5 separate regions of the Mus musculus genome follow, and all the other regions are linked to region 1. The links are chromatin contacts, called in public HiChIP or PLAC-seq, Micro-C and promoter capture Hi-C maps. All regions are on one chromosome and are shown on one strand. The core of a region is the stretch at or near the end of the contact, and the rest is flanking DNA. Distances in the headings are between cores, read along the strand shown.

Region 1 (5,540 bases), core at 1,322-3,821:
TGTATAGTCATTGGTTGGTGCCACTGAGAACTAACCACACTTACCTGGTACTTAATTTTAATTAAATTCATGGCAGTGACACTGAGGCTGGTAGTTTTGGTGTTGGTCAACACAGTTGTAGCAAACAGTGGGCATTTATTATTATTGTCCTTATTATTAATTATTTTAAACAAAGATGGGGGCATGGCTCAAGACTTAAGACTATTTACTGCTCTTGTAGAAGACCTGAGTCTGGTTCCCAGCACCCATGTTGAGCCTGAAAACAACCTGTCACTTTCTAGCTCCAGGGGATTTGATGTTCTCTCTGACCTTCATGGACTGGGACACACACAAAAATAAAAATAAAATTAATAACCCCTCAAAACCAAACCAAACCCCAAAGGTCTAATTTCACCATATCTATATTTATTATATATTATGTAAATATTTATATATTTATCATATATTGAAGGCTAGAGTGAAGAAGGGGTATGTAATATTCTTGAAGCCATAACTATTTTCGAAAGAGTCCTTTATTCCACATTTAGAGAACTTTAGACCAGTCTTTCCTTTTCTGTTAAAAGTAGATTTTAACTAACTCCCTAGGATTAAGTAGAATAACCAAGTGTTTTCCCAACAAAAAAATATTTGGAATAGACTTAGCTAGTGTCTTAAATGAAACTTAACTATTCTTCAACCACCCAAAGTGGTCCCCAAAGAAAAGCACTGAATTGACAGAGAAAAATATTCCCACTCACTTATGAAATAGGACAACGGAGGGGGGTTTTATGTTTTCAGCATCAATGGGAGTCTTCAGCTAAGTCTTCTCATTAACATCCACTTCCTGGAGATTTTTGCCTTGGTGTGAAAATATGGAAATCTGCTTCTGTACGCAGAGACACTGATTGGAAGACTCAATTCCATCTCCCACAGTAGTTCCACCCTGTAGACTTCTGACTATCGCTAGAGAAAGAACTTAAGTAGCCCTTGGATCGAACCATCTGTCGCAAAAAAAATGTGACATATGCTTTCTTTGTTTACTCAACGACGGAGTGTAAACTGATACACTGAACTGGAAATCTGTGTAAGTCTGGTGTGATTGAATGTGACACCGGGGGAGGGGTTCCTGGCGAAGGCTTCAGACACTTCATACCTGCCCCTGAGGAACACGTGCAAGGCAAAGGAGGAGCTAGCACTGGCGGGATGTCCCCTGGGTTCAGGTTGCTCACAGAGGCACAGACTCTTTGAGGACTCCAAACAATGCTACAGCCGCCACAGCTGAAGGGCACGCCTGGCTGATGTGTACTTGAATGGAGGGCTACCCATCCCTCCTCCTCTTCTCCCGGCCCTTACGCCTTAAACTAAAGCCTTTGCCCTTTTCAATTAACACTCTGGATCAAAAAAAGAGCGTCTCTTTTTTTGTTCTCCTTGGCGGCCCATTGTCTGTGGTGATGGGTTTGCAGATTTGACAGCTGGGCTCATAGATTCGATTCAAACTCTGTTTTCCTGAGAGATGATGAACTTGGACATAGAAAAGATCTCTGACACAAGCCCCAAGCAGCGAGCTGGTCGGTCAAACACTACTACGGACATACTCTAGACAGATCTCTGGACCCCTAAAGGACAGCGGGTGTCACGGAGAGCGGGGTTCAGCAGCATCGCTGGAGCGATCCTTGAAGTTGGGGTGAAGGGCTGTGGATGTGTTCTGTTTATAAAATGTTTTTGAAAAAAAATTTACTCTTGAAACAGTAAAGATGGAAATCATCTTATAAAATTACCTAAAGCTGGGTCTGATCAGACTTCAGTGCAGTGGGCTGGGGTGGACTTTGCTTTGTCTCGCTGTCATACCAGGAGGAGAGAGGTGCATGAGCTCGCACAAGCATTTTATCAATGGGTGGGTGCATCCCGGATCGCCGCTCAGGGCTTAGGTCTGAGTGAGTCTGAATCTTGCCAAGTCTTGAGTCACAGCCGCGAATGACGTGGAGAAAAAAAAACAACTTTGTGTTCAAAAGGGTCTGGATGGGTTGCTGTGTTGCACTAAAGAAAGAGCCCTTGTGCACTGAAGGGGGTGGGGGTGCGCAGTCTCCGCGACGGCGGCGGCGTAGCGCTGCGGGTCCTGAGCCTGCTTGCCTGTTGGCCTTGGGTCCCACCGCCAGCCAGCCTGTAAGTCTGCTGTGGCGGACGGAGGAACTGCGCTTCACAGAAGAGCCGGCCCTGCGCTGCCCGGAGGCAGGAGCAGAAGCAGCCTGAGGGGCCTTTAGCCAAAACCAATCTGGGCATGCTATCCTCCCACCGCTTCCAATAACCGCTGACATCCCTACCGGGCATCGAGCCGGGGCGGGGAGGTCTGCTCGGAAATCGTCCTGGCCAACTCTGTCCTCCGAGCTGTAGCAGATTGTGGCATCGTTTTTTTACCTAGCACAGAGAAAGTGAGGCCGGAAAGAGAAAGAGGAGGCGGGGACACCCCAAAGAATAAATAAACAAACACTGGCTACTCGCTGCAGCTGGACACCGGTCAATTGGGTTCAGGTTCGTGGCATTTAGAGTTTTCTCATTCCACTTGAGAACCCATCGCCACCTCCCCTCCAGCCATCCCTTTCCATTTTGCTGGCGTCCTCCAACTTTGGGGCCAGGGGGGCGCTAGTGGTGCGGGGCTGCACCTGCTGGGGTGTGCAGATGCTGTGGACTAGCTCGCTCTCACGGGGCAGTGGTGTGGATGCACAGGAGTTCGGGCGCTAGGCAAGTGCGTGTGAAGCACTGAAGTCTAGGAAGGAGCCCAGGATGAGCGGCAGGTAGGAGTAGGGGCGGAGAAGCCAGGTTTCAGTACCAGGCGGGATGCGGGATGTCAGTTTCCTCTTGCCGGACTGCCTGGGAAGAGAGGCTCGTCCAGGGGAGGGGATGACGGTGACTGGGGTAGCGATCGGTGGCCGGGGACAGAAGAGCTAGAACGCTAGTGATCGAGCCAGCAAGTGAGTGGTCGGGCGAGAGCCAGGGAGGGCGGCCAACTTCCCGGAGCCGGAGCAGGGTCTTGGTCCAGCGGGGTTGGCTAAGAAGCCTTCGCCACCGAGGCTCCGACTCCGGGCAGCGCCAGCTAGCTTCCGGCGCTTGCTCTGAAAGTAATGGTTATTTATTTGCTTGCGTTCAGCCTCTTGGGTTGTGCGCGATATCCTCCAGCTTTGAACGTTGGGAGCCCTAGCGGACCTTACCAGCTCCAGAACCCGGGTTCCGGAGCTTCCTCGTGCCCGTAATAGATGAATTCGCACCTCCTGCTCTCGGACCCGAGTGGGGGTAGCGTTGAGAAGTCCCCCGAGGCGGGAGCGGGGGAGGGGAGAGGGGCGGGAGCTGGAGGCTTCAGCACTCTGGGCTCTCATTTCAAAGCGCGCTCTTCCTTCCAGGTTGGGTCGGAACTGAACCCCTAAAAGCGGGTCCGCCTCCCGCCCTCGCGCCCGCTCGGAGCTGAGTCCCTGGCGGCGGTGGGCGGCAGAGCAACGGGGAGTCTGCTCTCACCCTGGATGGAGCTTAACTTTGAGTGGCCAGAGGAGCGCAGTCGCCCGGGGATCTCTGCACGCTGAGCTCTCTCCGCGAGATCCGGTGGCGGCTTTGGATTTTGGGGGGGCGGGGACCAGCTGCGCGGCGGCACCATGTTCCTAGCCACTCTGTACTTCGTGCTGCCACTCCTGGGTAAGTCGAGACCGCTGCTGGCTTTCTCATCCAGAGTCTTTCATTGGGGGGTCCCTTGCGGCAGCCACTCCAGAATTGCGGGTGGGTGCCTTGAGTGTGGGTGGAAGAAGTTTCGCTAGGGGGTGAAGAGGTTCAAGAATCTCTGGGATTGGGAAGCAGTGCTGGCGCGTCTTTGAGCGGTTGATTTTATTTTGCCGTGTTTAAAGGGGGTGAGAAACAAAACAAAACAAAAACTAATAACCCAGCCTGGTGGAAAATTGAGGGGTCGTAGGCTTCCATCCCAGGGCGTTACTCCCCTTTGGAAGTCGGAGCTCCCTGAGACGCTCCGGCAGGTGGAGTGTGGTCAAATACCGCTGGGGTCGGAAGAGAGCAAACTTGGAATGGAAAACTTTTAAGGGAAAAACGTCTCTGCGCACCCGCGGGGCAGACTGTGGCACTCGTCTGCCTTTCGTTCAGAGCGCTAAGGGTGCCAAGCACCCAGCCTCGCTGTTCAGCTCAGTGCCCTTTTGCCCGCTGCTGGCCAGGAGACACTGCAGCCTCGGGTGCCTGGGGAGGCGGGGCAGCCAGCGGGTCAGGAGTGCTTGCTTCTGCTTTGGGACGCTGGGGCTGCGCGGGATCCCCGGCAAATCCCGCTAAGGCAGCCAGTGGAACCTTCCTTGTTGAGCCGGGGAGGGGCGTGATGGCAGTATTCCCGGGGTGAGAAAATTCCAGAAGAGGGGTGGACCAGCTTCCTACCTAATCTGCCCCTTCAGAATGATGGTGGAGGTCTATCATGCCCTGCCCTCCCGGGACCTGGAATCAGGGTACCCACTAGTCTGCTGCGTTCAAACGTTCTTCTGTTCACCCTGTAGATTTGCTGATGTCGGCCGAGGTGAGTGGTGGGGACCGCCTGGACTGTGTGAAAGCCAGTGATCAGTGCCTGAAGGAACAGAGCTGCAGCACCAAGTACCGCACACTGAGGCAGTGCGTGGCGGGCAAGGAAACCAACTTCAGCCTGACATCCGGCCTCGAGGCCAAGGATGAGTGCCGCAGCGCTATGGAGGCCTTGAAGCAGAAGTCTCTCTACAACTGCCGCTGCAAGCGGGGCATGAAGAAAGAGAAGAATTGTCTGCGTATCTACTGGAGCATGTACCAGAGCCTGCAGGGTATGCACTACTGCCCCCACCAGCGTGCCGGGCTTCCTCTCAGAAGGCCAGAGGCAACCTCAGTCCAGTCCGGTACTGGGGCTAAGCTGGCTGATCTCATCCTCTGCTCACTTCTCCCAGCTGCGGAATGAGGACCTTTCATTGGCCTCTAGGGACAGAGGCAGCTGGTGTTTTCTGCTGCAGCTGAGCAGTATTGTTGGAGCTGGTTGTTGGAAAATCCATGAGGGGGTGGGGGCACCCCTGGGACCCCACTGACCTTCCTGAAACCTAGTTAGAACATCAGAGTGGGGACTCCTTAGAACCCACCTTTCAGCCGCCCACCCGAGGCTTTCACTGCGTGTAGAGAGTAGTAGTCCCACTGGCGTGTCCTCTTTTCTTTTCTTATGACATGGGATGAAGAAGTATTACAGAGCCAGTGAACTCTGCTCTCTATTCATCCCCCCACCACACCAGTTCAAAGATACATGGGTGGAAAACCATTTGTCATTTTAGATTAGCTGGGTTTTGAACCAGCTGCTGAGGTTCAACCACAGTTATGCACATGAGTAGCAGTCACAACTGCCCATTCCAGTGGGATTTAAGGGGAGTCTGCAAGTGGACCTCCGAAGTGTCCCATACATTCATTCTTCACTGAGACTCACTAACATTTATAATACAGAAGCTTGGACTATCAGCTGCCGCTTCTAAAAAATCTTAGGAATAGCCAGAATTCTGCTTGCAGGCCACATGCTTTGG
Region 2 (5,359 bases), core at 443-2,942, 260 kb after region 1:
GCAGCATTAAGTCCTTGGCAGTTGGCAAGCCAACTTAGGACAGACTAGCACCTGTGCTGTTAGCATATCTTGGCCAGGAGCATATGGAAGAAAACTGTTCATGTGATGGTCCAGCTATGAAGGACAGAGGTGAGGAAGAGACTGGCATCCCAGTCTTCCTCAAGAGCAAATCCCCAATGACCACCTAGAACCTCCCACAAGCCCCACCCCTAAAGCTTTCTACCACTTCCAATAGGGCCAAAGTGAGGACGATGCTTCTGCCACATAAGGATAATCCAAAAGGCCAAGGCAGGGAAGGCACCAATGCACTGGTCTGCCCTACCTGGGTGAGCTTGCCCACTCGATTCTGTCTGAGTTCCTGTGCGTGTCACTGCAAAGGCTTTGGTGTGACACGTGAACTGCAGATTCTCTCACCCCTGACTTTATTCCTGAGACAGTTCTTCATAGGCCATCAATCAAGGAGTGAGGACTTCTTATGGGCCATTCTTCCCCACTCCACTGCCTCCACCATGGCAAGAGAGACGATGAAGGAAAGGTCCTAGAGCTGGCGGAACGCTTGGCTTGCTGGGGAAGATGAAGCAGTGACTATTTTTTAGGCACATAAAAGGCTAACACATGGACACCTCACCATTCCTCCTGTGGTAATGACTCAAGCCCAGGCCCTGGAGAGACAAGTTTGATGGATTTCTAGGAGATCAGAGTCAGAGCTGCTGTGATCCATTCCCCAGAACCGCAGCCGTGGGGGTGGGCCTGGGCATATTTCCTGTGCTCTGATGAAGACTTTATCTTTGCAGGGCCAGGAAGAGGAAGAAAAGCCTGACTGAGCTCTGTGATGGCCGCATTATTAAACCTTTCTCTTGCCATTCCATCTCTCTGTCTACTGACCTTTTTTATTGGATGGTGAAGGCAGAGCTTCCTTGCTTAGGCTTATGATCCATTGCCTCGATTTAGTATTCTGTTTTGTTCAAAAAACGTATCTCCTGCCCAGTCCCTCTGGCAATATGTTGAAAATACAGATGGGAAAAATATGACTCTTATCAGCATAAGTGCTCAGTTTAAAAAATAGCTCAAAGCCTTATCTAGCAGAAAGTATCAGGCGTCATACGAATGTGTTAGATCAACGGAAGGAGGTCAGAAAGTGGGGATGTGGCTGGAAAGGGACTTCCTGTGTTTACCAAGGACACACAGGAGGTCCAAGTGCTGAAGGTATCAAACTGAAGGTAGGGTAGACCTCGGGTAGCATGGGCTCCCTCTCCTAATTCTTTCTCACTTATGCTATTGTCCCATTTTCATGCCAACTTTGAGGAATTATGATGGCTCTGAATGGTATGAGAGTGCTCACAACTTGTGTTTAAGCAGATCCAATTCATTCATTATCTTCTCCCCAGGGAAAGGGGCTTGGCTGATATGTGGATCTTTACATGAGAATAGACGTGTTCCTTTCGCTTTTCACAGAACAGGAACATTGCCATTTCTGTGGCTCACCCATGGAGTCTGGGGATACAGGGACAGTGCTGAAGCCCAGGTCTTTCTTCACAATGAAAACAGAAAGTTAGAAATGTGTGATTTTTTTTCCCCACTCAGCTCAACTGAACTTCTGGTGACCCCAGAGAGAGAAAGGCAGAGACTGGGGGTCATCGTAAACATCCAGGTCTAAGGAAGCCATGATCTTCTAGGGCAGGGATGAGGAAATGAAACTGAAGACCCAGAACTCCTGGGGGCCATCAGGTTTCTGCTTAGCATCAGCTCTGACAAGTCAGTCTCAAGTTCTTAACCACGATGGTGGGAGGGATATGAAAACAGAGCTCAGTGGCTTTCAACACCCCCACGCCCCTCGGTTACCATAGATTTAGACATGGATGGAGAGCACTTTCCCCCAATTAACATTTGACAAGCACTTTTCCTTTTCTGGTCTTAAAACAATTGTATTTATAGTTTTGTTTTTGTTTGTAGCAGAATGGCTAACTATCCAAGTTATGTTAGGACTTAAGAAGCATGCATTAGTCAAAAAGAGGAGATGGATATTTTTGGAAAAAAATTAAAAGCTATTCCAGATTTAAGGCAAGTTTGTGAGCCCAGTTAAAGGGAGGGGAGAAAAGGAGAGACAGAGAGACAAAGACTCGAGAGAGGCGCAGAGGCAGAGACACACGGAGATACAGAGCAGAGGCAGACAGAGACAGAGAGTGGGAAAAGAAAAAGAAGAGAAGGAGAGGAGAGAGATCCAGGGGCGGGGGCAGGGGGGAAGGAAAGGTTGGCCTCATACCAGGAGTTCTAAATGTGATGGTTTGGGGCAAAGTAGGATCTAAAATCACACACACACACACACACACACACACACACACACACACACACATGAATTCTGTTGTACAAGTCTCTAAGAGTAAAATATTAACTGCCATCTCATTGGTTTAGAACATTGAGCTGGGTTCTCCAGATAGGAAGCTTTGTCTCTGGAGAGTTACAGAGTGGGAGAGGGTGATGATAGCTGAGAGCAGGAGCCCTTCTGGCCTCACCACTGGATTTCTAGTAACAAAGTCCTTCAGCGGAAAAGCACATCAGCACCTCTTCATGGACTCGGTGCATTTAAGATGTGGAGCATGGAGGAGGTCCTCAGCTCCCTCTCTTGCGTCAGGGTGGATGCCGAGTCCTCACGATCCACAGAAGACCGGGGAAGTAATGCTGACCCGTTTGCAGGTCTAGGCCATAGAGGACTAACCTCTACAAATTCCTGGAATCTGAGTGCCTGAGAAAGACTGAGGAGTGAGTGTGGGGTGTAGCCTGCCATGCTAGAGGTTGCCTTTGGAGACACGGTGCATAGAAGACCACATGATCACATGGGGAGGTGGGGAGACTCAGCATCTGGCATTCCAGTTGGAGTCCAGATGACACATCTCATGGCAACCATCTGCATGACCTTAGTAGGAGACTAGCAAAAGGACTTACAGGTGAATTCAGTGAAGCCACATAATTATGAAATATAATAAATCCCCATTTAAAATAGTGATTACATTTGGTAGCAAATTGCTACACAGTGGGCAGCTAAAACAAAGGGGCATCTGAATTTTTGTTTAATCATCCATTTACCAAACACTTAACTTGGTGTCTGTAATATACCAGATAGGTTGCCACTGAGAATCACTTGAAACATCACCTGGTTTCCTTACATTGGATCTTTCAGCTCAGAATTAGAGCTGGATATTGTCTTAGACAAGCAGCCACAGGGCAGAAAGCTGTGGAAGGAGCTCATAGCATCCAGTACTAAACCAAGAGAAGAACACAATGTCTAGCCTCCAACAAAAATAAATGCAAAGTAGCAACAGGAAGCAAAGAAGCAAGAACAGCAGACAGAGACTAACGCGGACACAGCTGAAAGCCAAGGACATTAAAGAGGATGGCATTACATCCCCGCAACCAGGAGAGCTATGGATTGTGGGAAGACCCAAGCCAAACTTCTTGAGATGATGGCTACAGTCAAAATGAAGACATGCTGGTCAGAATCAACAACCGACGACACAGCACAGACATTGGCTGACTTCATGAAGGAACAGTAGAAAATCTCCACAAAGAAGCGCCAAGGGGACAGAGACGGATGAAAACAAACAGTGGCTGTGCAGTGCATCAAGGTCTCCGAGGTAAGAAACACACAAAATATTTCAAACAATGATAGTTAACCTCCCCCCAAATCTGATGAAAAATATAAATCTACAAATCCCAGAAGCTTAGGGAACATCAGGTCCAATATGTAAGCAAATACTTATTGTGTATATCGTGTGGAATACACCAACACAGACAGGATACTGTCATAATCTAGTTGAAAGCAGTGACTTCAAAAAAAGTCATAAAACCAGGTATATTATTCAAGGTTGTAAGAGAATAGAATAGATAGAATGAAATATATTAAAAATAGGATTTATTTTTAGATCTGCATACATAATGTGGCTATTGTTCACTTTACAGTGGCTGGGAAGACTGAATGCCTCAGCAGACCCAGTCAGGAGTAGCAGGTCTGGAAGACTAATGGAGAAACAGTGTCCACCGTGAACAGCAAAAGAAACTGGATTCTGGTGTCAGTAAAGAGAGGCCACTGCATCCGGAGATAAATTCACAGCACAATGTGCGCAGAGTAGATGGACTTATCAGTTTAACAAAGGCAAAAGGGCAAAAGGCAAAGCTGTACCCAGAAGGTGCCAGTCACAGTTAGGATGTGTCTTCCAGCTTCAAATAATCTGGTCAAGGAAATCTCATCCCTGGCCCAGTGGCTTATGGCACCTGATTCCAGGTCCAGTCAAGTTGTTAAGGAAGATTAGCCATCACATGAGCTGGCCAACTTTGCTGCTGTGGTAAAAACACTCTGACAAAAACAACTCGAGGAGGAAACAGCTTGTTTTGGCTCTGAGTTTCAGAGGGATACAGTTCATCATGGTGGGGATGGTATGGCAGCAGGACACCATATCAGCCTGGAGTCCAAGAAACAGAGGAGTCAAATTTCATTCATACACAGGGTGGGCAGAGAAGTCACATTTCACCCCACACAGGAAGCAGAGAGGTCACATTTCACCCCACACAGGAAACAGAGAACTAGAATTAAAAACTGTGCTGCGCTATAAAACCTCAAAATTGCCTTCCCACCCACTATGCTACCCCAACCCTCAACCCACCCCACTCCCACCTATAAGGTACTTCCACCAGCAAGGCTGTGCCTCCTAAAGATTACATACCCTTCCCAAAGAGTGCTATGGACAGGAGGCCAAACTGTTCTCATGCCTGAGCCTATGCAGGATACTTCCCATTCAAAACAACACCAACAGAAAGGAGTTGTAGCAGAGTAACACAGGCTACAATGTAGGCTCCTTGTTACAAGTCCAGAAGCAAAGACAGCCAGAGCCTTGTTTAGTGTCTTGAGAGTTCTCAGCATTAATTCTGTAGCCACCAAAAAACAACATTCAAAAATTAAGGTGAGATGCTAAATCACCCTCTCATCTCACGTTTCCTAAATCCTTAGTTGTTTTGTTGTCTCCAATGAATACATTGTTTCTAAACCTTACACAGAAAAGCTAAGGACTTAGAATGATCAAAACAACTTAGAAAGAGAATAAAGACACATGAAATTATTTCAGAGTTTATAAAGGGGTGTTATTACTGCTCAGGCAAAGCAACCCCAAATACACTCATCTGGTCAAAAAAGAAGACATAATAGTGTGTGGAGGGGATTTGTTGTGAAGAGAAGATAACTGGGTGAATACGGCCAAAGTGCTTTATGTATCCAATTGTGAAGGAATGAATAAATAAAATAGAAGCAGAGCATAGTCTTCTAGTGATACATCACAAAGCCACTCTACAATACAAACTATGAAATAAC
Region 3 (5,600 bases), core at 456-2,955, 440 kb after region 1:
CCCAGCAGCATAAGACAGAGGGCCACTGTGGCTTGTGTTCGGCTTACAGGAAATGCTCACTGAGGAGCGAAGGAGCTGCAGAGACCCAGGCTCCTGCTGCTCAGCTGCAAACCCTCAGTGCTCTGCTTCCTAGATTATTTTTAAACTTTAAAAAAGAAAGTCTACAAGAAATCTCCTGAAGAAATCACAAAATGGAAAGCAAAATAAACTTGATCACAACAAAAACCAAACAAATCTAACTACAAAATCTTGGTCATCTAACATAGATGACTTTCCTAAAGTCATCTTTACCCATCCTGCTGTTTAATTTTTTCTTAGCTTTATTCCCATTGCCGGTCTCTGCTCGCAATCTGTTCCATCCCCACTTTGAAACCTCTGATGCCCTCAGCTCTGGAGTGGCACAGCCCCCCAGGCTCTTTGAATAGGGAAACTTACGATGATAAAGGAATATATGTCATGTCATTTCTTGCATCCCCCTTTAAATGCTATGTGACACACCACTTTCATTTACGAAATACTTGTAAATAGTCACTCAGGGGTCCTTATGTGATATCTGTGTGGATAAGAAAAGTGCAGTGAGGAGGACTATGAAATAATGCTCACATGGAACAGTGCGGCTTTGATACCAGAAAAGCAGCATTGTACATACGCATGCATCGAAGTCTCTAGTTACAGCAGGAATTTGGAGAGGGCTAACAATATATTGCTTTTTTTTTTTTTTTTTTTTACAAAAGAAATTTACTGATGCTCTTGTGAATCTTGGAAAACAGATGCATGACTCATGGGCTGACACACTTGTGTGTGTCTCACTACCCACAGGGGCTACATGGAGTCAGGGTGGTGGTGGTGGTGGGGTTGCTGCTGTTCATACACTCGTGTGAAGGTTGGACTCACAGACAATCCCCCAAACTGCTCAAATAGTAATAAAATGTAGTGAGATGAATGTAATGATGGATTTGAGATTAAGAATACTCAACTATGAAAAATTTAAAAGAAACATCAAGATATTAGAAAGCCAGCACAACAGAAATAGGTAGAGAGCTGGTGGCAGCCCATGTGGTGGGTGAGAAGCATGGGCCATGTGTAGCCATGGGTGTAGTCAAACCTTCCACTGGAATTGAAATGTCCTTTTGAGTGAAACATTGACAGGCTGGGAAAAATCTCCACCTTATATTCCTGATTTCCACTCTCCACAGCGCATTTCCACAGAGCCTTAACAGCTGTGTGCAGGCCTGTTCCAGCCTGGCTCCCTGCGTCTCCATAAGTTGGGCCTTTGTCCGTGTTTCTGTCCCACCTGTTGTGCTGCTGCAGTTCCCACTAGCTGACTTCTGGGTGCTGAGCAAGAACCATTTCTGGGATCCTCTACTCAGAGGCAGCCCTCCTGCTTCCACAGTCTTCAGCCATGATTTACTTGTGATGACTGCTTTAGCCTCAGTAAAGGTTCTTCTCTGATGGCCTGCATGCTCACCGAATGGAATTTTCCTCGTGTCAGGATTTGACAACTGTCTCTGTTCTTATGTCATCTCCCATCTATGCCAACAAGTGGTACACGGAAGCCCTCATGCTGACAAGGGGACTCTCATTCCTCCCTGATGTAATATGTATCCCAGGCGGCAGGCTGGTACAGCTGTTAGGATGTTGTTAGGATTCTTTTGTTCATAAGTGGAGTGAAACCCATACCACATTGCGCAATAGACTCCTGATGTGGTCATTCACTTGGATGATCATCAACGTTAACACCAACCAGTGCTCTGCCTCTGACCAAGGGCCTTCAGACTGATTCAATAAAATATAGGAAATATAATCCCGGAGACATCTCGAGGCCTGCCAGCATTCTCTGCTAAATTGGTATGTGTATCCCTGGATAACACACTAGCTGTAGTCATCAGTAATGCCTATTTAAGCTGTGAAACCTCAGAGCACAGGCCAGCGCTAGGATGCTTCTGTCTAGAACCAGTGAGCAGGGTGTGGCCTGTGCAGCTGTAGCCTCTGCTCTGATTATTTGGCTCTTGCCTCAGAAGTTTACCTTAGACTTTCTGTAGAAAATGAAGTGTAGGTCATGTTGTCAAATTTGCAGACTTTTTTTGGAGGTCCCCCAAAGGCTGGGACACTCTCCCAGGACTCTGACTTTGGCTATGACCTGTCATATGACACTGGAGAACAGCCAGGGTGCTTACCACATCCAGTGCTGCAGAGGAATCTGTGGGGAGGTTTGCATAGCTCCCTGCTGCTCTTTGAACACAGAGTCCCAATGTCTAACAACCCAAGAAATTCAGAGGCAAACTAATTTTATAAAGATGAGATAGCACATTGTTTGATGCCTTTCTGGAAGTACTCAAGGGATGGTCACACCACACCACACACACACACACACACACACACACACACACACACACAGAGGAACATTATTCAGTCCTAAAAATAGAATCAGATCTTCTCATTTGTGGCACACGCCAAAACAGAACTCCGAGGGAGCTATGGTAAGTGAAGTGAGCCAGAATGAATACCACATGTTCTCCTTCATATGAGGGTTAAAAAGTTGATCACTTTATTCTGCAATAACAAACCCCACTAATTACAGTAGAGTGAATTATCTGCATGGAGATGACATCTATTTAAACCCAACACTGAAATGGTGAAGGAGAACATGGATCTCATGTTCCAGTCGCTAACTAAATTCTGTCAGGGCTACATGGTAGCTTCCATGTTGGCAGGGTAAAGGTCTTAGGACCAGAGAGTCAACCGAACGAGTGACATCACGGTAAGGAAGGCAAGAGAGTCAAAAACGCTCTGCAACTCCGAGTGTGTGCAGTATTTAAGCTGGCTAAGGACAAGGGGAACCGAAGTGGTCTGGAAGGTTCTCTGCTGTCTGTAATAGACACTAGTGGATGGCATGGTGTGAGAGTTACCAGTGGTATAAACTACTACAGCCAAGACAAGTAAGACACAGAGAGGGAGGATCAGTCTCCTGCCAACTGGGACATGAGGAACATCAAGTGGCTTTAATAAACCACTCCCGGACACTGCAGCGTGAGAGCCATCAGACTGGGGGCAGCAAAGCTAAGTCAAGTGCAGTCACCTTGTGTTAACTACTTCAAATTGCTAGACTTTCCTGAAAACAGAAAGCAGACTAACATACGGTTGATAGAATAGGACATTAAAGCCTTCATGAAATGAGGGCACTTCACCGCATCCAGAAGCAAACAGGCTCCACCTGTCATCCAGATGAGTCCGGTTTAAGGAAGGTAACAGACAAGACACGGGGCAGATTGTGGCATCTCAGCCCAAACAAAAGCCCGATACCCTCCCACCCCCCAAATTTCAGCCTTAGGGTTTGGGCATTTATTCACAGAAACTGAGGTAAAGGACTGGCACATGGTCAAAGAAATTTTTTTAAAATCAAATAAATCTTGCACTTTAGCTTGGATTTAAAATTTGTTTCTAAACAAGCACTTAGAAGCCTTGGGCAGCAATAAGACGGAAGGCAATTTCCAGAGACTAATGGAGCAGCTACAGGGAGTGAGTGGAGATGGGGGCTGTGTAATGAACAGAGCGTTTTCTTTCAGAAGTAGTTATAAAATAGCCCCTCTCTGATGAAACTGCAGGCAAGGACATGCGGGAGTTTCGTTAGAGCCCAGATAAGCTCATGTTTGTGTTACCACAGATTCAGAGGGAGAAGACACATAGAGCGGAAACCAAAGCTAAAGTCTGAAGGACTGAAGGAAAGAGCCCGTCACAGGCCGTCATGGGTGTGTGCCCGGGAATCTAACTACTAAATAGGATAAACGGCAGCAGAGTTTGTGGACTAGTGAGCTTACTTAATGCCAAGTCTTAACTTGGTCCATGGAAAATCTTCATAGAATTTTTTCTTTTTGTCTCTTATGTTAGAAGGGATTTAATTTTTCTAGGTAAACATAAAAGGTAGAAAAATGAAGACTTTGATTAAAAAGCCTATTTCAACACTCTCACCCTCAAATCATTTTCAGTGGGCCCATATAAAAATGATTAAGGGAGCCGGGCATGGTGGCACATGCCTTTAATCCCAGCACTTGGGAGGCAGAGGCAGGTGGATTTCTGAGTTCGAGGCCAGCCTGGTCTACAGAGTGAGTTCCAGGACAGCCAGGACTACACAGAGAAACCCTGTCTCGAAAAACAAAACAAAAAAAGATTAAGGGACTAACACTCTGATTTTAGACAATGACAATTTTTGAGAAATGTCTTTGATTAAAACCATATTTGAAGAAAAAGGAAAATTACCATTGCTGATCACATAACCATGGTATCCTCTCCTGTATGGATAATTAGGATAACTTATTCTGGATTCTGAAATATTAACCGATTTTCAAATTTTGCTTTCATGTTTGCTCCTTAGAATTTTAGAAGGCTTAATAATTTAATCATTCAGTTATTTGATCTGATGTTTATATAATTCCAGAAAGTGATTGTCTTAGTCAGGGTTTCTATTCCTGCACAAACATCATGACCAAGAAGCAAGTTGGGGAGGAAAGGGTTTATTCGGCTTACACTTCCATACTGCTGTTCATCACCAAGGAAGCCAGGACTGGAACTCAAGCAGGTCAGGAAACAGGAGCTGATGCAGAGGCCATGGAGGGATGTTCTTTACTGGCTTGCCTCCCCTGGCTTGCTCAGCCTGCTCTCTTATAAAACCCAAGACTACCAGCCAGGGATGGTCTCACCCACAAGGGGCCTTTCCCCCTTGATCACTAATTGAGAAAATGCCTTACAGTTGGATCTCATGGAGGCATTTCCTCAACAGAAGCTCCTTTCTCTGTGATAACTCCAGCTGTGTCAAGTTGACACAAAATTAGCCAGTACAATTGACCCCTTGTCAACTTGACACACAAAAACATCACTAGTAAGCCTCAACCCTTACAATCTTATTCATCCCCAAGATCTAAATAACTTTAAAAGTCCCACAGCCTTTACATATTCTTAAAATTTCAATCTCTTTAAAATATCCATCTCTTTTAAAATCCAAAGTCTTTTTACAATTAAAAGTCTCTTAACTGTGGGCTCCACTAAAACAGTTTCTTCCTTCAAGAGGGAAAATATCAGGGCACAGTCACAATCAAAAGCAAAAGTCAATCTCCAACCGTCCAATGTCTGGGATCCAACTCACGATCTTCTGGGCTCCTCCAAGGGCTTGGGTAACTTCTCCAGCCAGGCCCTTTGTAGCACACGCATCGTCCTCTAGGCTCCAGATGCCTGTACCCCACTGCTGCTGCTGCTCTTGGTGGTCATCTCATGGTACTGGCATCTCCAAAACACTGCATGACCCCTTCAGTCCTGGGCCTTCAATTGCAACTGAGGCTGCACCTTCACCAATGGCCTTCCATGGCCTCTCACAGTACCGAACCTCAGCTGCTTTGCGTGACCCCTTCATGCCTTCAAAACCAGTACCACCTGGGTGACCCTTACATATTACCAAGTCCCACTGCAGCAGGAGTACATCCTTGGCCATCTCTGGAACACTGCCTCTTTGTGCTTTCAGAAAACACTTCCCAGAAGATGTCACCTCAATGATGCTGGTCTCTTCTTAATCACCGCTAATTTCTTAGCTCCAGCTAACCAGCATCAAT
Region 4 (5,097 bases), core at 1,836-4,335, 460 kb after region 1:
CTCATGCCACACAAGGCCACGTCCACAGACCACCGGATGCCTGTAGAAAGGACACTCACCACAAGGCCACGCCCACAGACCACCGGATGCCTGTAGAAAGGACACTCACCACAAGGCCACGCCCACAGACCACCGGATGCCTGTAGAAAGGACACTCACCACAAGGCCACGCCCACAGACCCCGGAGGCCTGTAGAAAGGACACTCACCACAAGGCCACGTCCACAGACCACCGGATGCCTGTAGAAAGGACACTCACCACAAGGCCACGCCCACAGACCCCGGAGGCCTGTAGAAAGGACTCTCAAATCTGAGAGAGGATGCAGTGAGAAGAACAAGGCCTAAGACTGATTGCAAAGCAGATATTGCCATTGATAATGACAATAAATAGCTGGTGTTGATCAGGAAGAGACATTGGATAGATCCAAATGGAGGGAGACTCCAAAATGCACTGTAAAATGATCTCCACCGAGGGTCAAGCATAGTCAAGGAAAGATTGAGAAACTGTTTAAAGAAAACGGAAACAGCCCGGGGTTTTACACTAGACATAGGCCGTGTCTCTGGTCAGTGCTCCACTGTGTGAAGAGACATCATGATAAGATAAAGTATTTAATTAATGGGGTCTTGCTTACAGTTTCCGGGGTTTAGTCCCTTATCCCCATGGCAGGAGGCATGGCTGCATGCTGGCAGGTGATAGAATGTTAGTTGGGAGCTACATCTTCATCCATAGGCAGAGGGGAAAGCAAGTCTGGGCCTAGCATGGGTTTTTGAAACCTCAAAGCCCACCACAGGCAACATACTTCCTCCAACAAGGCCACACCTCCTATTCCTTCTAATCCTTTTGAAGAGTTCCACTCCCTGGTGGCTAAGAATTCAAAGACATAACTACTATCGGGATCATTCTTATTCAAACCACCACAGGCTACCAGTGACTGAAGCACTGGTGACTCCTGGATGGGACCTGAGGAGTGGACAGTAGCAATACTGACATTTTCTCAATGCTGATAGCTGTACTGTGGTTAGACAGAAAAACGTTCAGGTTTTAGGAAAGATACATTTAACTACTAGGTGATACATTATTATAACAAAGAGCACTAAAGCTCTTTTGATACATGTGTAACTTTTTGTAACTCAGAGTTAAAGAAGGATGAATATCACCGGGCTTGAGCATTGTTGCAGGTTCAGGAGCACGAATGCTAATTCCAGGTCCTAGAGGCCCCGTGTTCTCAGGACTATCTCATGAACTGATGCTGACAACTTCAGTACTGCCCATCACCGGGTGATTAGCAGTACTACGGTCAATATCATTATAATATTGTTATCTTCTCCCACCAATAGCCCTCCATTAAATCCTCATACCGTAAAGCTCACTTATGTAAAATATGCATGCATAGCTCATTCATTTGTTCAGCACACACACACACACACACACACACACACAGAGCTGTACAACTGTCATTAGAACATTTTTTCCCCTTGAAGAATCTCTACCCCATGAGATCTTCCTCTTCCTCTCCACCCATGCTGATTTTATTCTAAAGCTAATTCTGTTTCCTACAGGAGCAGGAGGTCGCACCTCTTAAAGACAGTGAGCAGCCGCTGTCCAGTCGATGGTCTGATGAACGAGTGGGTGGGCCGTTACGGGAGTGTACTGACAACTGGCCTGTGGTGCACCTTCAGATGACTCTGAGGTTATGGCTGCTTTTCATCCGCTGTTTTCTACATGCTCGTTAAAACCAAGCGGTCCTCAAGCTTCTAGTTACCAAACCAAACGGGGCTCTCAGTGTCTTAAAAGTCATTTTTGCAAAGTGCAAAGTAGCCATGTCTCGTTCACTGTGGGTAATAGCATAAGGGCGATGAGGTCACTCTAACACAGATTAATAATAATAGTCATCATGGCTAGGCTCCCAACCTCTGCCATAGCAGTAACCTGCAGTTGATTTCCACAACGGTACGAAAGTCTTCAAATACAGGATAACTTTATTACACAATTGTGTCGAAGAAAAATATATAAAAGATGACATTTCTTTTGGCATAACCTATGACCAAAAACTAGTCAGTGGGGGCACAGATAATGAATAGCCGTCAGTTACAGTCTCTGTACACTGTATTTTTGTTTCAGACTACCACAGAGACCGTTTTACAATCAGCTTAGTGCAGACCACTCAAAATGGTCAATTGTTATTTTGTGGCAATGGTGAAAAAATGTTTAAGCCTCTTCTTTAGAGTACTTCTTAAAAGTTCTCCTATGTATCTGAACATGATTGATTACATAATAATTTTCTTCCTGGTAAAGTTTGTTCTAAGTGGTTAATTTAGTAAGAATAAGTAAGAATTCTTTTAGAGAATCATATTAACTCACCACTAAAATAACCACTTTCTCAAACTGAAAACAGATATCTCCGCTATAATTTGTGAAGGTTTAGATGTTTGTATTTATCCTTTTTAAACCTAAACCTAACAAATAGATGCAATACACAAGTTCAAGGCTAAACAGCAGCAGAAACAACAGAATCTCTTTTAAACATGTAACAGAAACATATCTTTTTAAAATTCGTTTTTGGAATAATGGAAAAATGTAGAGTGCTAAATATGAGATGAATCAAGACAAAAAAAACAATTATATTTTAACTCATAACGCCTTCTTCTTTATCGGAAGGGCTCTGACGATATGCGGGATCATCTGCGCTTCTGCTTGTCCCTAGTAAAATGCAGCCAATGTAGTGAGGAGGCAGCAATGGGACAGGGCGCTGCACTGGAAGTTAATTTAGACATCTATGATCCCACTCACCACTCACTCACCATGCTGCCGTAGGAGGAAAATCGGCAATATTCTCAACAGAAAGACTTGGATACTACACCTAATATATGTTGATAGTGCAGTGATTGCTGAATCTAAGAACTCATTTCAGGGGCCAGTGACACGGTGATTGCAGCTATTGTGGAGCTCAGATTATAGATGAATGATGCATCTAATCCTAACAACAGAGAAGGAAAATGAGTGCAGTTCTGGACTCTACAGTGTACGGAAGAAAGACGGACATTGTTCCACTGCACACTCGGGAGACGGGGATAATAGCTAGCCTGAACTCAATGAGAATGAAGGACCCTTACGGATGCCAGAGGTCCAGAGGATGATAAAGTCTCATTTGCATAACCCCTGATTACTCATTTGGATTGTATATGGGATGATTGGGGACATTATTGAGGCAAGATGAGATCATCTGCGAAGCAATGTTCTCAGAGGGATCTTTGGAATAAATCTGAAGGGAAGCTGTGGCTTGTCCACATGATAGCCCTCAGCAAAGCAATGCTATTCTGAGGACTGGGCCACAGAACAAAGGGTCACTGCTAGGACAGGCCTTACTTTTCCTGTATAGGGCAAACAACATCGGAAACACAGGCACCACACACTCCTGCCCCGGGAACCACAGCAAGTTCCTGACTTTGCTCGGAGGGTGCTTTGGTTCCCGAGGGCGAATTATTTTCAGCGAATATGGAATATGTGGTCAGTTGATCAAGACTACGTCTAAAGTAAAGATTGTCTCATATGGAGAATTGGGGATGAATCTAAAAACTATCTAGAAAGGGTAATTCCAGAGACTCAAATAAATACAATCTAGGCAGGAAAGTCAGAGAGAAGGATTTTATGGTTGTGTGTAACATAGCACAAAGATTGCTAGTGAAAGAAAAAAAGTTAATTTTGTTAAGAATGGATTAAGAGCCAGAACTGGTGGCCCAATTTATAATCCTACCTACTGCACAAGCCTAAGCAGAAGGGTCATAAAGTCAAGGTTAGGTTAGGCTTCACGGTGTGTTCAAAACCAGTCTGTGCAAATTAGCTAGATCCTGCCTTAAAACAGCAAAGAAACTAAACAGGTGTGGCTGTTGAACAGTGGTGGGGCACATGTCCATCCCATGCAAGCCTCTAGTTTCACTATCCAGTACTGTTTAAAAAAAAATGTCTGTGGGTGCTGGAGAGCATGCCTAGAAAGCCATCTGCACAAAAAATGCAGGCTATCTTGCTGGATGTTTTAATTGCTATAAGTGAGTAAGTATGTGATATAATTAATGTATATGTAAAGAAATGATGAAACAATAGAGGATTGTTAAGGGAAGACTTCCCAGAAGCTGAGAGAGCAAGGACACACAGAGCTTATTTCTCAAGCTCAGCGTGGTTATACATGTCTCTACTGGCCCAGCTCTTGGTTCTAAACCACAGAGCAGCCTTTACCTCCGGAGATGGGGTCTCCTTGCATAGTCCTGCCTGTCCTAGAACTTGCTATTTAGAGCAGGCTGACCTCAACCTAGAGATCCATCTGTCTGTGTCCTCTGAGTGATGGGATTAAGGCCTTCGCTACCTTGTCCAGCTGTGCACGTCATTTCTCAGGCTTCTACGCATGTTATGTTTCACACATGTGAGAGAAGGCACAGGCAGATAACCACAGGTCCTGGGGGAAAGAGCAGGGAAGGGGAGGTGGTGGCCCGAGTTGGGGCATGGGAAATGCCTGTCTTAGCCAGGACTAACCAGGCAGATGGTGTCTGAGCAGGCTCCGGCTAGTCAGAGAGCATGTGTTGAGATTCCCACCAAAAGAAACAGGAAGCAAAAGGCTCTGAGATGAAAACTCTCATGCTTTTCTGAGTGTTACTATGTCACTGGTCAACACTTGGAAGACTCCTGGCTTTGCTTGATGTCTGACTTCATGGAGTGAGTGGCTTCATGGGGAGCTATGGCAAGCATACTGTGTGGTGGAGAGGTCACACAGTGAGAGGAGCTGTGTCCGAACACACATTAAATTCCTTCCTCAGCGCTGACGGAAGGAATCCCCAGGCGGAGCATGATGCACATAGAGGGAGACTGGAGAGTAAAGATGACAGGTACCTGTCAGAACCCCCCAAATTAAGCCAATTAAAATAAAGGGAGGGGCTGGAGAGACGGGTCTGTGATTAAGACCACTGGCTGCTCCTCCAGAGGACCCAGGCTTGGTTCCTAGCACCCACAGAGCAGCTCACAACTCTCTGAGACCCCAGTTCAAGGGGATCTAAAGCCCCCTACTGGCCTTGGTGGGTACCAGGCATATTTCTGATGCACAGATAT
Region 5 (5,063 bases), core at 702-3,201, 500 kb after region 1:
AATAGTAAAATCTATTGTTATGTAGGTTTCATGCTGCACATGACCGGGCAATAGTTCAGACATGTCACATATAATTTAATATTATTAATACACTTAAGACATAAATGTACTTAATTAATGCTAGAAGGTCTGATTGAAATTATTTTCTGGCTGTAACTTTAAGATGTGTTCTTTGATAAGCAGACATGTTGAAATTTATGAATCATACCTGTAAGTATTCACTTACACAGTGACACATTAAATGTTACTAACTTCATGGTATGCTCTGTGTATGATAATAACAGTGGCACTGGATAGACAGCACAAAGGAGTGAAAACTAATTGCCAACTGTGACTGTTTGTACATGCTTGGCCCAGGGAGTGGCACTGTTAGAAGGTGTGGCCCTGTTGGCTGTTGGAGTAGGTGTTTCACTGTGGGTGTGGGCTTTAAGACCCTTATTCTAGCTGCCTGGAGGTCAGCCTTCCACTAGAGGCCTTCAGATGAAGATGTAGAACTCTCAGCTCCTTCTGCACCATCTCTGCCTGGATGTTGCCATGTTCCTGCCTTGATGATAATAGAATGAACCTCTGAACCTGTAAGCCAGCCCCAATTAAATGTTGTCCTTATTAAGAGTTGCCTTGGTCATGGTGTCTCTTCACAGCAGTAAAACACTAAGACAAAAACATTGGTTTGGATAAATATATCATTTCCTTGTCTATGTATTGGAAAAATCAACATTGGTTGAGTGCTTGCAATCATTTACATGCACACAACTGTAAAGTACACCAAAGCTCCTTTAAAAGTAGGTACATCTAACTACTTCAACTCTGCTAAGGATGATTTCCGTGTGGGAACCATGGGTGTCTTAGTGACGGCAAATGAACATGTATTGTTCACAGTCTATAATGATCTCCATAATAACAAGTGTAACTGCTCAATTTGGTTTTCATCTTTAATTGGCTTTTTCTTATCACATTATCTAGGCAGGCACATTCAAAGCTAAAACTATATCTGTATCTCTCACCTGAAGACAATTCTCTCCGGGGGATGCAGAAATGCCTCAGGAGGTAAAGCGCCTACTGCATAAACGTGAGGACCAAGATCAGATACCCTGCACTGTGGGACTGTGATAGGAAGCCTATTTTGGTTGAATGGGGCTTGTTCCTGTACCCTGAGCATTTGGGCAGGGCTGAGATGTAGATCCCTGAGAGCTTATAGTCTAGCCAAAATGAAAGATGTAGCTTCAGTGAGAGACCCTGTCTACAAAACTATGGTGGACTGTAGGAGAAGACATAGAATGTCTACCTCTGGTCTCTGCACATGCTTGCACAGTGATCACAACTACACACACACACACACACACACACACACACACACACACACCTGCCTCAGAATGGATAAGCCTTCTTATAAGACACAAAACTTTGAAACTCTCAGAAGAAAGCATGAGGGGACAACCTCAAGAGCTAGGCAGAAGCAGTGCTCTGACCAGAACTCCTGGGCCAGGCACACAGGCAGGAAATATCAAATGGAATCGCATCAAGCTAAAAAGATTATAAAATATTTAAAAAATTAAGATGGGGGTGAAGAGTCGGACGGCAGAATGAAGAAAGCACCTACCTGTCTACAGAATGGAATCCAACACACAAGAAGTAAAAATGTAACCAATGCAAGGCAAGTAACAACCAGCAAGTGGGTCAGGGAAACAAGAGACTGCAGATGCAGAAGCACAAGCTGCAACAAATGTGTACAAAAAACAAAACAGAGTGATCCCTTTAGTCCTTAGGGAAATGCAAACCATAGCTGTACTGGAGTCCCCAGGCAGAAAGGCAACATCAACTTCTACAACAACAAAGCAGCAGGTTCTGGGGGTGGTGCAGGGGAAAGGCAGCACCTTTCACTCTCTTTTGGAAGGAAATAGGTCCAGCCTCTGTGGAATCTCTGAAACAGATTGATCCTGCCTCCTGAGTTGGGTGTTTGAATAAGATGGTCCTAAGAAGTCTTGGCATTTGAATAGTCCCTCAGGGCGGGACTTGAGGTTTTCAAAGCCTCCTGAATTTCCAGGAATTTTCCCTCTGCTTCCTTTATGTGGGTGGAGACCAGAGCTCTCTGCTGCTCCAGGGCCATTCCTCCCTGCCCGCTGTGGTGCTCTCGACCTTGGTAGTGACAGACTCCTATTGATATCTCTGGAACCACAATTCCTGAATAAACCTTCTTCTTCTCTGGCTTATCTCAGTCTCAGAGTGTTCTATCATAGCAACGGAAAATAAGCAATGAGTCTATTCTTTAATCAGTCCTGGTCAGCGTCCCTTCCCAGAGGGACACCTGCATAGCATAGACAGTTTGTTGTGGTTGTTGTTGTTGGGCTGTTCAAGTGCCAATTACAGGACAAGGCAGGAATCCATCAGCAGGTGAACATATAAAGAAAACATGGTCTATACACACCAAGGAGAATTATTTGGCCATCAGGGAAATGAAGTCATTTCACTGGAATCAGAAAATGGGTATGGCTGCAAGTGACCCACATTCAGAAAAGTAAAGCCAGACTCAAAGAGACAAGACTTTGCCTCATTATGTAGACAGAAAGTGGAAATCAACAAAAGAAAGAGTGAAATGTCAGGGATAGAGAAAGCAGAGGGGGAGGGGACAAAGTACAGGGCTGAATATGATTGAAGTACATTAAATGCAAATGTCATAGTGAAACCAATTTCCAAGTCCTTTGAACAATTGATATATGATTCTTAAAAGCCAAGCACTTTGTAGATTATAGGCATAAATTTATCATAGAACAAACCATGGGTTTTTCTTTGTTTGCTTAAGAGAAAGATCTACGTTGCCTACATAAGGCATATTTCTGGATGTATGTTACAGGGTTTTTAGAGAAAGATCCTGTAGACTGACCACCATCATTATCATCACCACCACCACCACCACCATCATCATCACCATCATCATCATCTCTCTACCTTCCGTGTATCAGGAAATCAACACTAGTCCTTGCCATATGCTTCCAATACCACGATGCTTTCCTTTACAATTGCCAGTGAAGGAGACATCTAACACAGTGAGCCGACATAGGAATCCCTCTGCAATCTGTGAGGCCTTCTGGCACAGGGAGGAGCACTACCTCTTAGTATCCTTCTACACTTTACTCCTCCCTACAGTTGAGGTCCTAGTGGAGTCTGAACAAACGCATCTTAAAAAACTCCATGCTTTCTCAATTTGGAGGTCTGTTTTCTCTAAGCTAGAAACCCATGAGCTCATCCATTCATATTTACATCTGTTCACGTATTAATTTTAACTTTTTCATTTAGTATTGTTTCTCTCAAATCTATGAAACTTTATAGTTTTAATAGATTTAAATAGTCCCAGGCAAGTATCCACAAACAAAGTACACTTAGAGGCAGACATTCCATCTCTGACACTCATGTTTCCTTTTCAGGCCTACAAACAAGTGCAAAAGCCAAGCAAGAAACAGTCTTTTCTCATTTTTTAAGAGTAAATATGTGCATATATGTTTATATGTCCGTCTGTTTTAGTCAAACGACAATATACGATGCATAATTTTCGTCAACTTGGTCTTTCACCTAATACTATTACTCAAGATCATTCAAACCATGTTAATATTTATTTCCACAGCTACAAAATAGAACATTTTATCATATTTTTATTAGTTTATTCTCTCATATATTACATCTCAACTGCAGTTTCCCCTTCCCCTTCCTTCTTCTCCTCCTCCCAGTCCGACTCCCTACATTTTATCATATTTACATCGATATTTAACCATGTCGAAATGTTTGGGTTGTTTTCAGTCTTCAATATCTATGATTGGTCCTGCTGCCTTGCCTGCCTTGTGCGTTTAAGACAATGGCTGAGCTAAGTCTGTGGAACTTAAGAGCAACTGCATATATAAACAGTAAAACACGTCTTTGCATTTCCAATGACATCAGAGAACATGTTTTGTTATAACTGTATTATTAGGCTATTGTATCAATTTCCTATTGCTAAGGTAACAAATTGTCAAAAATTTAGTAGGTTGAAACAACAAAACATAGTTCAGGTTTCAGAAATTCAAGATGCGGCTCATTCAGACAAAATGAAAATGCCGGCATGGCTGTTTCTCCCAGAGGCCTGGGTAAAAGCTGGTTTCCTCATCCTCTCCAGTCTCATGGTCTTTCCCTCTTAGCAGCCAGCAATCTCATCAACCTGCCCTCTGCTCATGAGAATTGGCGATCTGTCTCCCATGACTCTGCCCTCTGCTCCCATGACTCCGCCTCTTGCTCCCATGACTCCACCCTCTGCTCCCATGACTCCACCCCCTGGATCACATGACTTAGCCCTCTGTTTCCATGACTCTGCCTCTTGCTCCCATGACTCCACCCTCTGCTCCCATGACCCCAAGCCCTGGATCCCATGACTCCACCCTCTGAATCCCATGACTCCATCCTCAGAATCAATGACTCCGCCCTCTATATCCCATAGCTCTTCTGTCTCCCATGACTCCACCCTCTCCTCTGATTCTTCTTTCACTGTTAAAATTTTGTGATTCCATTAGGCCCATCAATGTAACCCAGGAAAACCAGTGGATATCTTAATCTTGTACACTTGATTTTAATTCTAACTGCTGCTTGGCCCAGGGAGTGGCGGTATTTGGAAGTTTGGCCTTGTTTGAGTAGGTGTGTCACTGTGGGTGTGGGCATTAAGACCCTCGAACTGAGCTTCTGAACCTGTAAGCCAGCCCCAATTAAATGTTGTCCTTATAAGAGTTACCTTGGTCATGGTGTCTGTTCACAGCAGTAAAACCCTAAGACAACTGCCAAGTGCCTTTGGCCATGTGAAGTCATGGGACTAATAACCAGACAATGCTGCGGACTATTGTTCTGTTTATTGCAAATAGTCTGTGAGATCTAGACTTTAAATAGTTTAATGACACACAATAATTTCAACTTATTATTTTTATAATGAGGGAATTTGAGTTATTTTTGTGTTTAAAGGCTTTTTGCACTTATGTGAACTATTTATATTGACCATTTTTTAGTTGTTTTTAGATGTTTATTTTAAAGCTCTTTATATTATAAGTTCT

The links. Promoter capture Hi-C pulls out the DNA fragments that hold promoters and counts their contacts. Hi-C and Micro-C count contacts between places; a contact is called where the count stands out from the background. HiChIP or PLAC-seq counts read pairs in DNA pulled down with a chosen protein or histone mark.
Region 2: a contact with region 1 is called in an H3K4me3 HiChIP or PLAC-seq map of pro-B cells, with 2.3 times the contacts expected there. The contact joins the enhancer-like site here to the promoter of Gfra1 in region 1. A contact is called at or near these places in 9 of 39 promoter capture datasets (the C10 cell line, cranial neural crest, embryonic stem cells and 5 more), 2 of 15 datasets of contacts at CTCF or cohesin (the NIH/3T3 cell line and pro-B cells), 4 of 484 Hi-C or Micro-C datasets (cumulus cells, embryonic stem cells, long-term hematopoietic stem cells and 1 more), 10 of 115 datasets of contacts at active chromatin or transcription factors (T-cell acute lymphoblastic leukemia, craniofacial prominence, embryonic basal ganglia and 7 more) and 1 of 9 other capture datasets (embryonic stem cells).
Region 3: a contact with region 1 is called in a Micro-C map of muscle stem cells, with 8 times the contacts expected there. The contact joins the enhancer-like site here to the promoter of Gfra1 in region 1. A contact is called at or near these places in 2 of 39 promoter capture datasets (embryonic stem cells and hippocampal neurons), 5 of 15 datasets of contacts at CTCF or cohesin (the NIH/3T3 cell line, embryonic stem cells, large pre-B cells and 2 more), 32 of 484 Hi-C or Micro-C datasets (the AML12 cell line, DN3 thymocytes, the N1E-115 cell line and 16 more), 21 of 115 datasets of contacts at active chromatin or transcription factors (the NIH/3T3 cell line, T-cell acute lymphoblastic leukemia, astrocytes and 15 more) and 1 of 9 other capture datasets (embryonic stem cells).
Region 4: a promoter capture Hi-C map of neural stem cells shows a contact between it and region 1. The contact joins the enhancer-like site here to the promoter of Gfra1 in region 1. A contact is called at or near these places in 21 of 39 promoter capture datasets (the 3T3-L1 cell line, 3T3-L1-derived adipocytes, the C10 cell line and 14 more), 6 of 15 datasets of contacts at CTCF or cohesin (the NIH/3T3 cell line, embryonic stem cells, large pre-B cells and 2 more), 103 of 484 Hi-C or Micro-C datasets (3T3-L1-derived adipocytes, the AML12 cell line, B cells and 57 more), 31 of 115 datasets of contacts at active chromatin or transcription factors (the NIH/3T3 cell line, T-cell acute lymphoblastic leukemia, VIP interneurons and 22 more) and 4 of 9 other capture datasets (adipose tissue, embryonic stem cells, liver and 1 more).
Region 5: an H3K27ac HiChIP or PLAC-seq map of embryonic stem cells shows a contact between it and region 1, with 7 times the contacts expected there. The contact joins the enhancer-like site here to the promoter of Gfra1 in region 1. A contact is called at or near these places in 14 of 39 promoter capture datasets (the 3T3-L1 cell line, the C10 cell line, cranial neural crest and 9 more), 3 of 15 datasets of contacts at CTCF or cohesin (the NIH/3T3 cell line, large pre-B cells and stem cell-derived epiblast-like cells), 1 of 484 Hi-C or Micro-C datasets (nephron progenitors), 15 of 115 datasets of contacts at active chromatin or transcription factors (bone marrow-derived macrophages, craniofacial prominence, embryonic basal ganglia and 9 more) and 2 of 9 other capture datasets (adipose tissue and embryonic stem cells).

What each region holds. Positions count from the first base shown.
Region 1 is chr19:58,452,429-58,457,968 of GRCm38.p6, reverse strand. Gfra1 (glial cell line derived neurotrophic factor family receptor alpha 1) reads left to right here and starts at 2,571. Exons shown (of 11, transcript NM_010279.3): 1 at 2,571-2,771; 2 at 3,375-3,660; 3 at 4,512-4,805. The coding sequence starts at 3,621. Gm41876 (a long non-coding RNA gene) reads right to left here and starts at 1,820. Exons shown (of 3, transcript XR_877966.1): 1 at 1,758-1,820.
Region 2 is chr19:58,190,289-58,195,647 of GRCm38.p6, reverse strand. No RefSeq gene overlaps it. Among named protein-coding and RNA genes, the nearest start is that of Gm41875, 40 kb to the left of the region's middle. Within about 2 kb of position 1,692, at least 15 of the 459 cell types and tissues checked have an H3K27ac peak or open chromatin away from gene starts, as enhancers often do. A contact at or near this core is called in T-cell acute lymphoblastic leukemia and pro-B cells, where this site is marked.
Region 3 is chr19:58,013,321-58,018,920 of GRCm38.p6, reverse strand. All of the region lies in intron 27 of Atrnl1 (attractin like 1), which reads right to left. Gm32980 (a long non-coding RNA gene) reads left to right here. Exons shown (of 6, transcript XR_003952872.1): 6 at 1-4,359. Among named protein-coding and RNA genes, the nearest start is that of Gm32980, 27 kb to the left of the region's middle. Within about 2 kb of position 1,705, at least 59 of the 459 cell types and tissues checked have an H3K27ac peak or open chromatin away from gene starts, as enhancers often do. A contact at or near this core is called in embryonic fibroblasts, muscle stem cells, myocytes and 1 more, where this site is marked.
Region 4 is chr19:57,989,534-57,994,630 of GRCm38.p6, reverse strand. The region is part of intron 27 of Atrnl1 (attractin like 1); the gene reads right to left. Among named protein-coding and RNA genes, the nearest start is that of Gm32980, 51 kb to the left of the region's middle. Within about 2 kb of position 3,085, at least 10 of the 459 cell types and tissues checked have an H3K27ac peak or open chromatin away from gene starts, as enhancers often do. A contact at or near this core is called in embryonic basal ganglia and neural stem cells, where this site is marked.
Region 5 is chr19:57,953,624-57,958,686 of GRCm38.p6, reverse strand. The region is part of intron 27 of Atrnl1 (attractin like 1); the gene reads right to left. Among named protein-coding and RNA genes, the nearest start is that of Gm52385, 30 kb to the right of the region's middle. Within about 2 kb of position 1,951, at least 5 of the 459 cell types and tissues checked have an H3K27ac peak or open chromatin away from gene starts, as enhancers often do. A contact at or near this core is called in embryonic stem cells, where this site is marked.